2 separate regions of the Arachis hypogaea genome follow, and region 2 is linked to region 1. Evidence: chromatin contacts called from public Hi-C data. All regions are on one chromosome and are shown on one strand. The core of a region is the stretch at or near the end of the contact, and the rest is flanking DNA. Distances in the headings are between cores, read along the strand shown.

Region 1 (7,387 bases), core at 1,871-4,370:
AAATGTTAGTTAATATAATCTTTCTAAAAACTATTCAAAGAAGTGGACAATTACTAGTTACAATTCCTATAATAATTAACATGCCCTTGACTTCGCTAATGCATTTTAGACCGCATGTGTAACATAAGAAATTAATTGACTTGTCAATTGTCTACAATAATATTAGTATTTTTTAAATTAATATTAGTCGTATGTATTATATATTACTAATTTTATAATTAAAATATGTCACATATTATTTTTTATTATAATTAAAATTAATTTTTTTAAATTAAAGAATTTTATTCTCCTTCTTACTAATTTTACAACTAAAATGTGTCACATATCACTTTTTTATTGCAATTAAAATAAAATTTTTTTCTTTAAAATTAAAGTACTAATTTTACAACCAAAATGTGTCACATGTCATTTTTTCATTACAATCGAAATTAAATCTTCTCCTTCAAACATAATAAATTTCTTTCCTAAATTCTGTCATCTACCTCTCTCCATTTTTTCTATTTCTCTCCACCCTTCTCACTCTATATATAATTTATTATCTAATTTAATAACCAAATGTGTCACGTGACATTCTCTTGTTAAAATTGAAAAGAAATATTTTTCTCCAAAATTAATAAATTCACTTCCTAAATTCTTTTATCTATCTTTTTCTCTTTTTCTCTTTTTCTATTTTTCCCTACTCTTTCTACTCTATATATAATTTATAATTTATATTTTATATTAGTAATTTGAGAAATCAAAACATGTCATCCGATATTTTTCATTATAATTAAAATAAAATTTTTTCTTTTAAAATTAGCAGTTTCTCTCTCTCAGTCTTCATCTTTATCTTTCTCTCTCTTTTCTTTCATTCTCTATTTTTTCTATCTTTTTGTTTAACAAAAAATAAAATTAACAAAAGAATATAATTCAAATAAAATTATAATTATTATTATATACATATTTTTTTAGTCTTTTTGTTTAGTTTTAAATTTTTGCTGCTTATCTTTTTAATATATATTTTCTTTTTCTTTATTTCAAATATTTATTAAATATAATTTGGAGAGAATACTAATATTATGATTAAAAGTTAAAATCAAGATCTAATTGTTTAAAAAAAATTTGAGTTAATTTTATAACTATCAATATAATTTTTTATACTAATATCTAATTATATTTTTATATACATAGAGAGAAAAAATATTATTTTTAAATAGCAAGCATAAAAATTAATTATTTCTATTTGTGAAATAGAATTAACACCTAATCAAAAGTATACAAGTTAAATCGTTTCAAATTTTACAAAATGAATATTAAAATTAATTATTAGTAATAAATTAAACTCTTTCACATGAAAATAATAACTAAAAATTTTATTATTTAATTTTTTATATATGAAGACCCTGATTTTTTTAGTCAATGGTGACTTTTGTCCTTTATAATCTTTTTGTAAAGTAGTTTGATTCTATATATTTTTTGTGCCATAATCTATAATGTCAGGATAAAATCGATGTAATTTTAAAATACTTATATTCACGTAATATAATTACAAAATAAAAATGTTAGTAATTATATATTCTATGTACTTTTTTATATTTTAATATTTAATAAAAAGATTTCTGTATGTTATGAAAAAGAAAAATCGTTTATAACTTTTAAAAATTATTTAATTTTAGTTATGTTTATTTTGGTTAATTTTAAACAGTAATGCATTTATTTGTCTACTGTTTTTTAATAATATTAAATTATATTTAAAAAATTATATACAATATTAACTTTTTAGAAAATCACCTTAAAATTTGTGTATAATTTTTTTTGTGCAAATCCAACATTGCTCACGAACAAATAACTTTTTTAACATTTAACTTTTGAAGAAAAACAAAAATTCTTGCAAGAACCAAAGGCTCAATTGGCGGTCCATTTTAAACAAAATGAGCATTTAAAAATTTACCCAACACAAAATGAGCATTTAAAAATTACCCAACACACTATGTATATTTATGTTTTTTCTCCAAAATTAATGGCAAATTTAAAATTATATATTTACTATTTCGAATAAATCAAAGGTCACACTTAACATATGAATTTAATACATTAATACACGTGTCACGCACTCTGTTTCCAACTTCACATAAAGTACGAGTCGTGTTATACATTTCATGAGTAAATTTTCTTATCAAAAAACAGTGAACGAAAAAGAAAAATGCACAAAACTAACGACAAAAAAAATGGTAGTCCATAATCTTACTAAATTCAAAAAATATATTATTGAATATTTACATAATCTTAAATATGTAAATTATTCTTTTTAATATTATTTTGGTTAGATGTTTGTTAGCGTAGTTTATAGACTATTATTTGTTATATTATTGTTAAGAAATAATTTAGTTGTATAGTCGTATAAGTTAAAGTATAGGAATATTATAGTAAAATGTTATTGCATTCAGTAATGTAACTATTGTCTGTTATATTGCATTATATCTAATTAGATATAATAAAAAAATGTATGTGATTAGTTGAAAATGTACTTTAATTTTTTTAATATATTTAGAAATATGGTTAGGAAAATTAAATAATTTTGTTGTTGGGTTAGTTTTATATTTAGGCTAAATCATTTAGTAATATATGTAATTGATATGGTCGTCATTAATACGAGTTATAACTCGGCCTCATAACCGTTATCAGTATGAGTTATAACTCATTATCACCCGTTACAATTCGGATTTTATGAGCCACAGCTCGATAACATCAACATTTTATCATAATCGACGTATAAACGGCTTAGTAATCAATGGCATTATTGACCGTTCCAAAACCGACGTTACGACCAAAGATGCAACGGACGAAGAAAACCAAGGTAAAGTATCTCTCGAGTAAGTTCGAATAAGACAATATACTGACTTAAGCTTTAGAGTGCCTTTGTAGGTACACTCCTCCTCCTCTTCATTGCTCGTGCTCTCACACCACAACACAAGGAAAAAACTCGGATTCAAGAGTTGGACGTTCAGCCTCCGAGGATATAGCTTGGCTAACACCAGATAGTTGAAGCCAATCTATTTCGCAGGCAAGATCAATTGGCGCCCACCGTGGGGCCGAGGAAATCGATTCTTTCTTTTGGTCCCATTACCTTCTCTTACACCCATGGCTGACGTACCACCTCCTTCACTATCCGAACTTATGCGGATGGTGGCTGAGCTACAACAAGCTAATCAACGAATGGCCGACGAAAACTAAATAATGGCTGCTCAAATCGCTGAACTGAACCATGCTTAGATAGAACATAACGACACTCATCACCAGCAACCAGAAGATAATGAGCACCATTCCCAACCCTCTCATGTCTCGGAGACTATCCGAACCAAGGAGGTTCAACCTGAAGATGAAAAGGAAGAGTCCGACGAACTTGTAGGACCCTTCACAGAAGAAGTGATGAACTTCGAATTGCCGAAGAGATTCACCCTGCCACTAACCCTCACACCTTATGATGGGCTCGGAGACCCGAAGAAATTTCTCAAAAAGTTCCGATCAATAATGATCGTCAACGGTGCATCAGATACTGTTTTATTCCGTTATTTTCCAAATTACTTAGACGGTCCTGCACTTGATTGGTTGTGTGCTTTGCCTGCAGGTTCTATTTCGCGATTTCAGCAGCTGGAGAAGCTATTTGAAGAACACTTTGCTGGATGCGCGATTTACCTGCACGACTCCGATTATCTGAATACGATCAAACAGGGACCAAACGAAAGCTTGAAGGACTATATGACCCGCTCCACCAAAGTTGCCATCAGTATACCTGACCTCCACCCCGAGGTTCACCTACACGCAATTAAAAGCGGACTTCGCCCTGGAAAATTCCAGGAGACCATCGCAGTAGCCAAGCCGAGGACCCTTTCAGAGTTTTGCGAGAAAGCAAAAGGCCAAATTGATATCGAAGAACTCAGACAAACTCGAAAATCTGAGAAGACAAACTACCGAGATGAAGATAAGGCCCTAAGCACAAAGAAAAATTTTAAACTAACCCCTCAATTTGATTCCTATACGCAGTTCAATACTAAGCGAGAGGACATAATTAGAGATATCTTAAATTCAAAGCTCATCAAGCCATCAAGAAAGGCCGGTACCTATCAAGATACAAAGAACGTGGACAAGTCTAAATATTGTGCTTTCCACCAGAAACACGGCCACAACACTGACGACTGTATGGTGGCCAAGGACCTTCTGGAACGCCTAGCTAGACAAGGACACCTTGACAAATACATTGGGGGTCACATGCAAAAGCGCATCATACCTTCAACAACCAACGATTCGTCCGAACAACAAAACCGAGGAAAAGAAAAGGCACCTTCAAGCCAATACGAGAAACCTCGAGGTATAATTAATCGTATTTCAGGAGGATACGCAAGTGGATGATCCTCAAATTCGGCTAGAAAAAGATCATTCCGAGCAATATGCTCGGTGAATGGGCCACAACAAGAAGCTAAAACGACAAATCCTCCACCACAAGTAACTTTTACACACGCTGACTTCGATTTGAGCATACAAAACTTACACGATCCCGTGGTCATCACTCTTCAACTGGGGGACTTGTTGGTAAGGAAAGTACTCCTAGATCCCGGAAGCAGCGCCGACATTTTGTTCTACTCTACGTTCCAAAAAATGAAGCTCAGCGACAACATACTCCAGTCAACAGGAGGCGACCTGGTTGGATTTTCAGGGGAGCGAGTTCCAATATTGGGTTCAGTGTGGTTACAAACCACATTGGGTGAGCATCCTCTTTCAAAAACAAATGACATTCAATATTTAGTAATCGATTGCTTTAGCCTGTATAATCTTATACTTGGCCGACCTTTTTTAAACAAGTTTGGCGCAATTGTCTCTACATTTTATCTGTGTGTTAAGTTTCCTCTGCAGGACGACCATGTAGTAACAATCCACGGAGATCATAAAGAGGCACGCCAGTGTTACAACATCAGCATGAAACTCCAAAATTGTTCCAGGCAACAAGTCAACAATGTCGACCTTACAACCAACAGCCACGTACTCGCCGACCTAGATCCAAGAGCTGACTTTCTTGAACGCCCTAAACCATCCGACGACTTACAAAAAGTATATTTTAATAACGATCCTAACAAACTTACTTATGTAGGTACGTCAATGAGCACATCAGAACTAAAGAACATCACTACCTTCCTACAAGAGCAAGCCGACCTATTTGCATGGACACCTTCAGACATGCCCAGCATCGACCCACAAATCATCACCCACAAACTAGCTATAAACTCGTCAGCCCGACCAGTACAGTAGAAGAAAAGAAAACTCGGCAAAGAAAAGAAACGGGCGTCCTTAGAAGAAACACAAAAGCTCATCAACGCAGAATTTATCAAAGAAATCAGATTTACTACCTGGCTGGCCAATGTGGTAATGGTAAGAAAACAAAACGGTAAGTGGCGCATGTGCGTCGACTTCACTGACTTAAACAAAGCATGCCCAAAAGATTCCTATCCTTTACCATCCATAGACTCTTTAGTAGATAACGCCTCAGGATATGCTACCTTAAGTTTTATGGATGCATATTCGGCGTATAATCAAATACTCATGCACCCCTCCGATCAAAGCAAAATGACATTTATCACTGATTTTGGCAACTACTGTTATAACGTTATGCCATTTGGATTAAAGAATGCAGGTGCAACTTATCAACGTCTTATGGACAATGTCTTCGCCAAGCAGATCGGCAGAAACATCGAAGTATATGTCGATGACATGGTCACCAAGACAAAGATCGGGGAAAACCATATCGACGATTTAACAGAAATATTTGGTGAGATACGCCGCTACAACATGCGCCTCAACCCCAAGAAATGTGCATTCTCCGTTCAAGTGGGTAAGTTTCTGGGATTTTTACTAACACGCAGAGGAATTGAGGCAAATCCAGAAAAATACCGAGCAGTTCTGGATATGGCAAGCCCAAAGACAGTTAAAGAAGTTCAACGCCTTACAGGAAGACTTGCTGCCTTATCGAGATTTGTTCCATGCCTAGCTTCAACATCTATTCCCTTTTTCCAAACAATAAAAAAGAAAACCAAATTTCAATGGAACGACGACTGTGAGAGAGCTTTCACCAAATTAAAAACAACTCTCTCACAACCGCCGATCCTACAAAAGCCTCTCCAAGGGGAGGATTTGTTTTTATATTTATCAGTTACTGATTGGGGGATAAGCTTGGCTCTTGTTATAGAAAGGAACAAAGTTCAACATCTGATATATTTTGTTAGCAAAATCCTCCAACACGCTGAGCTCAACTATCTGAGGATAGAGAAGCTCGCTTTAGCTCTAATATTCTCGGCGCGACGACTCCGACCTTATTTCCAGAGCCATATAGTCTACGTCAGAACAGATCATCCATTAAGACAGGTATTACACAAACCAGAAATTGCAGGCAGACTTATAAAATGGGCAATCAAATTGTCCGAGTTTGACATCAGGTATCAATCCCGAGGACCTATTAAGTCCCAATTCTTGGCCGATTTCATTGCCGAGCTTACAATACCATCAGAAGAGAACCACATGAAGCAATGGACTTTATATGTGGATGGCTCCTTAAATAACAAGGGATGTGGAGCTGGAATCCGTCTAGAGGCCGAAGATGGCTTTATACTGGAACATTCCTTACACTTAGCATTCAAAGCCAGCAACAACCAGTCCGAATATGAAGCACTACTCGCCGGACTCCGACTTTGCTTGGATCTCCAAATATCGGCCATAAAGGTATACTGTGACTCTTTACTAGTAGTACAGCAGGTAAACGACCTTTTTCAGGTAAAGGATCCTCTTCTATCTAAATATCTGCTATTAGTTAAAAAATTAACTTCAAAGTTCTCCAAATTTAAAATACAACATATACCACGAGAACAAAACCAAAGGGCTGACATTTTATCTAAGCTCGGCAGCACACAATCCGACTTATCGACACTGCATCAATTCACCATAACATCTCCAAGTGTTACTCTAACAAATGTGTTAAGTGTTACACATGAAAAAGATTGGAGGAACGACTTCATACAATATTTACAAACAGGTCATATACAAGCAGAGGTCGAAAATACAAAAAAATTCCGAAGACAAGCATCTTACTTCACATTACTCAACGGAACTCTATACAGACGAGGATACACTCGCCTATTGCTAAAATGCCTCAACAAGCCCGAATCTGACATAGCATTATCTGAGGCACATGAGGGAATCTGTGGAACACACACTGGTGCTCAGAGCTTAACATCAAAAGTCCTCTGCGCAGGTTTCTTCTGACCGACTTTACACCATGATAGCCAACAGAAAATCTGGACCTGCAACAATTTCCAAAAACATGCACTACTGATACACATTCCCGCCGAGGAACTGCATCACT
Region 2 (7,387 bases), core at 2,742-5,241, 360 kb after region 1:
CTGTAAATTCTACCCCCTGAAATGTCTCACTTTCTCAAGTGTCAATAACTAGGCTATCTTCGTAGTTTACTTATGTGAGTATAAAGTTATTAAATGGAACAAGAGAACAATAAGAGCCAAAGAAAAGAATGATTAAAAAAGAAAGGAAAAAAGATTATATGAAATCTTGTAACGGCAAATATTTGTGTTTAGAATTGTATCAATTGTTGCTGCAGCCAAAACTACTGCAGTGCCATTTTGTATGTATTAGCATGTCCGAGGAACCAAAACTCGGTAGTATATGTAAATTGCTGTACCTCATCTCCAAAGTTGTCATGTCTAAAGATTAAATCTTCATCACGCTCTTCCTTTTTTTTTTTTTTCTCCGCCGTTTATAGTCTGGTTAGACACTTAAAACTACGTATATACAAAGGCAATGTTGGGGTTGTGCGAGCGTGAAGAATTTTAACCACTTATAGTCTTTTCACGATGAATATTTTAAAAAAAAATCTATTTTGAAAAGATGAAAAATAAGTATTTTCTTTTAAAAGTCAATCCAAAACTTACTCTTAATCATGTCTAGATAATAGAGAATTTATAATAAAATCTAACTGCTATAACTATTAGAATTGCCATGATTCTAATAATGAAATAAGTTGTCCCAAATATTATTCTCATTTTTTAAGTTGTTCATAGTATTTTTTAACCTGACAAATCAATGATTAATCTGTTGTGTATCTAAATTCTATTTAAGAATTTGTTGTTAGCCAATAGATTATTACATATAACATGTACAAGGCAAAATTCAAACAAACGAATAAGTTAATTACTCAAGGAATCTTGTTATATTATTCTCATTTTTAATGCTACTTCACATATAATTTATGGCATTATATGTCTGCATGAATTTAATGAGAAAAAGGTGTCATTAGAAAATATCCATCCCTAATTATAAGTGCCAATTTATTTCCTTACTTTTTTCCTCCTAGGATCATACTGTCTGAAGCCTAACTAAATTTTTAGTAGTATATTTTCTCCTATTCTAATATAATTGTATAAGACATTTCGAAACCTGAAAAATTAGATTAATATGGTACAAAATAAACTATATAGCCATTCAAAAAATGTTTACCGCCACTCCCACTGTTACTATACTTTAACAAGTAGTGTTTGTCAAGTGAAAATTCCTTACTTTATTACTTCAAGTTAGACATTTGACCCTACATAATCTGACTGGATTGGTGTCATAAACATTATAAGTAATATCCAGTGCATCATATAAATATAGGCTCTCAAGGTAATATCTTAGATCATTTCAGCAAAAATATAACATCAATACAACATATAAATCTATCCAGACATTAAATTAAAGGTTGAGCTACAAGAATAAATTAAAACATGCCCATATCTCATGAATTATCATGGACTAATATATCAAAATAGATCCTTGTATCATCATCTATAAACTCACAAATGCCTAGTAATTCTGAAGACCATAACTCAGCATCAGTAGACACAAAAAGATACCGTAATGATAAATCACCTCTTCTTTCAATTCAAAAGAGAACCAGAATCACTAAGAATTTACTTTAGCTCCAAAAATCAAGCAGCTACTTGTTCATGACTTCTACTTGCTGTTGATGTTGATGTGACTCAATGTGAGAAGGGGCTCCTGATGATGGATGATGAGGTTCAGTTGTCTGCAAATATGGTCCAGGGGCTGTATAGTAATGGGGCGACATTTGATTTGCAGCTCCATATGATGGAGGAGTGGATCTGGAAATCTGAGGAGTTGCTCCTGACCCTGACAGAGGCTGATATTGTCCTCCTGAAGAAGGTGGATAATGCCCCGCCATTTGCCGATGTCCGTATGGTGTTCCATAAGGTTGATGTCCTGCTATTCGTGGTGGAGGGCCAGAAGGCGGACTATGCCCTCCTGCCATTTGAGGCGGGGATCTTGGTGGTGGTGTTGGTGGACGGTATCCAAATCTGTTCATGTTTAGCAGTCTCGGAATCTCGTCCTCCCTCCCAGCCTTCTGGAAAGTCTCCATCAAATATGTCTGCAAGGGAGAAGTAAGGCCAATGCCATACCTTATAACCTCATTAAGCAACTCTTCGCTTTTATCCAGCAAACCGTTATTGCATAGACCCTTGATCACAACCTCATAGCAAGTAGGATCAGGTTTGGGATCTTTTTCTCCCATCTTACTCAAAATTTGAGCACAGTCAATAGCTTTCCCATTCTTAATCAATTCATCAAACACCCTATTACCAAAGCTTGCAACCACCCTTAGACCGGCATCCACCATTCTATGGAACACCCTCAAAGCGTCATCAATCCTCTCCATCTTCAAGTATGCCTCAATCAAAGTCCTATGAGTTGGCACATCAGGGCTCAAAGATTTCGAGCACAGCTCTTCAAATAGTGTTTCCGCTTCAGACAGCATTCCATTCTCACAAAACCTAGCAATAATATTATTGTATCCTGCAACGTCCATAGCAAAAGGCTTCGAATTTGCCCTGGTCCCAACCTTCTTAAAAGTGGCAAGTGCTTCTGCAAACTTCCCCAGCTTAAAACACTCGTTGACCATTATATTGAAGGTATCCGAGTTCACAGCTTGAAAATTCGGAGGAGTATGATTATCCAACATCTGACGAAACAAAGCCCACGCCTCCGTGCTCTTGCCATACTTGAACAAGACCTCCAACAAGACATTGCAAGTAGCGGGCGTCATTCTAAACTCGCGATCCAATAAGGATTTGTAAGACTCCATCGCCTCCTTATCTCTACCCTGCTTGAAGTACCACTCCATGTAAGTAGCGTTGACAACCCCATCATACACCAAACACCTCTCTTTCAACTCATCAAATAGTTCATTGGCCTTGTCAAGATTCCCCAAGTTAAGGAAACCAGAAATCAGATTATTGTACACCAGAGAGTCGGCACCGTGGCCTTTAGTCAGCATCTCACGCAAGAGATCGACGGCCTCGCCAATGCGGCCGGCGTCGATGAGACCCTTAGTGAGATGGCGATAGGACACAGGGGAAGGGCTGAAAGGGGCATTGGCAATGACATGGCGATAGATTTGGATCGCCACGTCAACGTTCCCCTCATCACAGTGGGTGTTGATTAGGTTATTATAGGAAACGATATTGGGAACAATATTTGACTGGTTGAAGAAAAAGTGAAAGAGAGCGATGGCCTCTTGGTACCTCTTGGCGCGGTACATGGCGGCGATGATGGCGTTGCAGGTGAAGACGGTGGGGCGGGTGACGGAGAACACAGAGTGGCGGGCCACGGCGGAGGCGGCGTCGAGGTCGCTGGCGCGGATTAGAGACTGGACGCGGTTGTGGAGGCTAAGGCGGGGACCGACGAGGGCGGAGGTGGAATCCGGGAGGCGTGGAGCGTTGGGGTCACGGGAGGCGGTGGATTGATGAGGAGGAGGACGAATCGCATTCAGGGGAGGCTCGATGCGAAGGCGGCGCTTGCGGCGGCGGCGCTCTGCGGCTGCTTCTTCGGCGGAGGAGAACGCGAATGAACGACTCTGTGCAGTGAAAGGGAAAGGGCGAGAATCACAAACGGCAACATCTTGGAGCGTCGATAAACGGCGGAGGGAGCGGAGGAGGAGTCGGTAAAGCGGCATCGTTTCGTTGTTGGTGTCACGAATAGGTGAGAGAGAACCAAGCCCTCCCTCTACACCAAACCCTTAAACCCTGATAACTTGCTTTCGCCTTTCAGACTGCGCAGTAAACTGGTGTATGTACTGTATTTTCACTATTTTGTACGAGATAATATATAAAAGCTAAGTTTCTCGTGGCTATGACTATGACTATGGTGATTAGCCGTGACTATAAAATGTACCTTCAATAAAAAAATGACAAACGTGCTCTATCTTGTCTTTATTAACTTATTGTTTAGATACTAAATATGATAATATTTTTTTTTTGTTATTAAGTATATAACATTGTAAATAGAGTGATCTCTTAATGTTAAAGAAAATGCAATACTCCATTGTTTATGTGTGGATTGATATATGTTTAGTACTAATAGGTATGACCTGGTCTGAAAATTGATGGGATGAATAATGAATTGATAATTTTCGATGAAAAGAAGAAAGTGGCTTTGTATATGATGAGGGGCGCAGAAATTTAAAAGTGGAGGAATTGAAAATTAAAATTTTGTATAATTAAATATAATGTTATATATTTAATAATAGATATAATTATAATTAGTTTTTTAATTAAAAAAATTAATAAATACTTGTCAAATAAAAAAATTATTTTAATTTTTATAATTTTTTCATAATTTTTTAGAGTTATACATCTAATAAAATATGAAATTATCTATTTTTAAATATTTTGTTAATTAATTTATTTTATTAAATATTTATGTGACAGTAAGTTATATTTTTATATTTTACACCATTAAAAAATATGATATAAAATAATATAAGTTAATTGCATTAATAATTTTGTTATATGAATTTAAAATATATTAAAGTATTTTTATATAATAATAGGGTAAAAATTAATTAAAAAATAATAAAAAAGAACAACTAAATAAAATTAGAAAAAAATAATATTATTATAAATGTTCAAATTAATCTTAAGAAAAGAAATGTAAAACAAAAACTCTAAATTAAATAAAAAATACAAATAATATAAATATATATATATATATATATATATATATATATATATATATATATATATATAAAGAAAGTTAAATTCTAATACATAAAGAATAGTAACTCTTTTTACTATTACTACATTATTAAATTTTACTCTATACAATACATTTATTATAATAGTATATGAATTTTTAAAATTTGTTGAGGGAGCTAAGTCCACTATTTGCCCCCCTTGAATTCGTCTCTGTGTGTGGTTGAAGACAGTTAATAACGATGGATGGGTTGTTGTTGACTTCGTACACCTTTAACACTGAGAAGATCTCCGATGCCCTTTTCAGGATCACACCCTTTTACAGCCGACGAGAACCTCGGCTGTACCTCTCACCTTCAACGCCAACGGAGACTCCACCTGTCCCTCTCACCTTCAATGGCCATGGAGAAATCAGTTCTTCCTCTCACCTTTAACGCCGACGAGGACCTCCCCTACTACTCCTGCGAACTCAGAGAACAACTGGCCGCCAAAAAATGCAGACGAGCGACGAGTACCTTCCAATTTTTACTCACTAATTACAGACGGAGTCCTAGTTCTTCCAGGCTTCATGGAACTACACCCTCTACTGTTGGGATCGAGGATTTCTTAATTTTTTGATTTTATCCAATTTTTGTATTTTTGGTTTTTGAAATTTCATAATGAATTACTAAACTCTTCAAAATGTTAATTAGTAGTTGTTTATTGATTCAAATTTTTTACCTTGCTTCATTAGTGCATTTATGATCATTACATCTAGTCAAATTCTTTTAAACATTCCACATGTCAAGTTTGGATTGGTTGCTAGACCTTAGCCACCATAGTCATCAAATTAATGAAGCCACCAAAGACAACACTTATATAAAATGCAATTATTACAAGTACACACCAAAATCACTCTTTTTATTTTGGATTTTTTATATAAATTAAATAATTCTATTATTTACCGATATAAACAATTTCTAGCATTTTTACCAAATTGCGTCACATCTCATATTTCGTTTACACTGTAAACAAAATATGGTTGATATAACAAGACATGTATATTTCGTTTATAGTGTAAAAAAATACGTGTAAAATAAATTCGTTTACATTGTAAACGAAATATGTTAGGACAAATTTTCAGCAGTTATAAAAGGACGTGCAATCCATTGTATTCTTCACAACAAGTTCACTATTTCTCCTAAACCTTATTCTTTCCCAAATTAGTCATAATGTCTAGTAGTAGTGGATATTTGGTTGTATATGTGTATCTCAATTGTCTTATGAGGAATGGTGATAATGAGGTCGTGTTTGAGTGTGAGAATCCCATGTTTTTGCGTAGCCAGCGAGTTGCGTCATTGTCGGAGCTGAAGACTCTGATATTGAGGAATGTCGCTGATACTGGGAGGAAAGAGGTCGGACGAGTAGAGTATAGGCTGCTAGCACCGATAGAAAATGGAATTTTTTAATTTCGTCTATTTTGGCTGTATGGCGACGAGCATGTGCAGCTGATGTTTGACATCCATGGTAGAGTCATAGCCAAACAAGTGATGGAGCTCTTTGCAGAGGTTGGTGATGTTGGTGGTGCTGGATCTGGGCAGTCGAACTTTGTGCAGGATGATCCGCCTCTCGCACCACTGCCCATCCATGTTTCTAGTCCGTTGGATGACATGAACGTTGACGGTGAGGAATTTGATGAGGATTATGTTGTGGATAGCAACGACAGCGGTTCGTCACAAGATGATGATGACGAGGAGCTTGTGCCCGAGACTCCGGTGGAGCCATCACGCCGGTATCTTTGCCGGCCCCGCAGCCAATTCCGATGTTGTCGTCAATGCCAAGTCATTATCATACGTTGGACATGGATGTGATGCAAGAGAAAAATCTATTTTCCAACACGGGTGAAGACGATTACAAGTTAGATAAGGGTATGGAGTTCATGGTGGGCCACAGATTCAAAAGCAGAGATGCAGTACTGCAGGGAGTGAAGAATTACAGCATCCATCGAAATGCAGAGTACCGAGTATTGGAGTCTGATCGATTAAAGTACCATGTGCGTTGCCGACAATACGAAGCAGGCTGTCTTGGAGTCTCCGTGTCACTCTCCAACAGAATCTCGGATATTGGTAAGTGTAGATAGCATCTATATTCTTAGCCGTTACTTTTATGGTAGATGTACATGTTAAACAATCTAGTTTTATTTCTTTAGGGAGGTGCGTAGTGTGGGAGGCACACACACGTGTCTAGCTCCCACGATGTCTCAAGACCACCGACAGTTGGACAGTACTCTCATCTGCTGTGTCATTCTCCTGTTGATACAATCTAACCCTTCTGTGAAGATAGCCACCCTACAGGGTGCAGTTAGACAGAGCTATCACTTCAAACCCTCGTACAGGAAGGTGTGGATGGCAAAACAGAAGGCAATTGCTCAGATATACGGTGATTAGGAGGAGTCATACAACAAGGTGCCGATGTTACTATAGGCACTACAGAGTTGTTGTCCCAAAACAGTATGTGATATCAATGTTGTTCCATACTATGATGGTCACCTCCTGGTGCATGAATGCAGTTTGTTTGACATGGTTTTCTGGCCTTCCCTACCTTTGTGGAAGCCTTCAAGCACTGCAAGCCATTTATATCTGTCGATATAATGCATCTGTATGAAAAATATGGTGGAGTTTTTCTTATGGGAGTAGCACACGACGGGAATGGCAACATACTTCCCGTTGCATTTGCAATTGTGGAGTTTGAGACGATAGAGTCATGG

The links. Hi-C and Micro-C count contacts between places; a contact is called where the count stands out from the background.
Region 2: a Hi-C map of leaf shows a contact between it and region 1, with 3 times the contacts expected there. The contact joins the promoter of LOC112710900 here to the promoter of LOC112709121 in region 1. A contact is called at or near these places in 2 of 8 Hi-C or Micro-C datasets (both in leaf).

What each region holds. Positions count from the first base shown.
Region 1 is chr9:41,135,807-41,143,193 of arahy.Tifrunner.gnm2.J5K5, forward strand. LOC112709121 reads left to right here and starts at 3,121. Exons shown (of 2, transcript XM_025761017.1): 1 at 3,121-3,165; 2 at 3,253-4,389. The coding sequence starts at 3,121. The coding sequence ends at 4,389.
Region 2 is chr9:41,497,952-41,505,338 of arahy.Tifrunner.gnm2.J5K5, forward strand. LOC112710900 (pentatricopeptide repeat-containing protein At1g10270) reads right to left here and starts at 3,992. Exons shown (of 1, transcript XM_025763356.3): 1 at 1,265-3,992. The coding sequence starts at 3,623. The coding sequence ends at 1,590. It overlaps LOC112710899 (serine/threonine-protein kinase EDR1), which reads left to right. Exons shown (of 13, transcript XR_011865685.1): 13 at 1-308.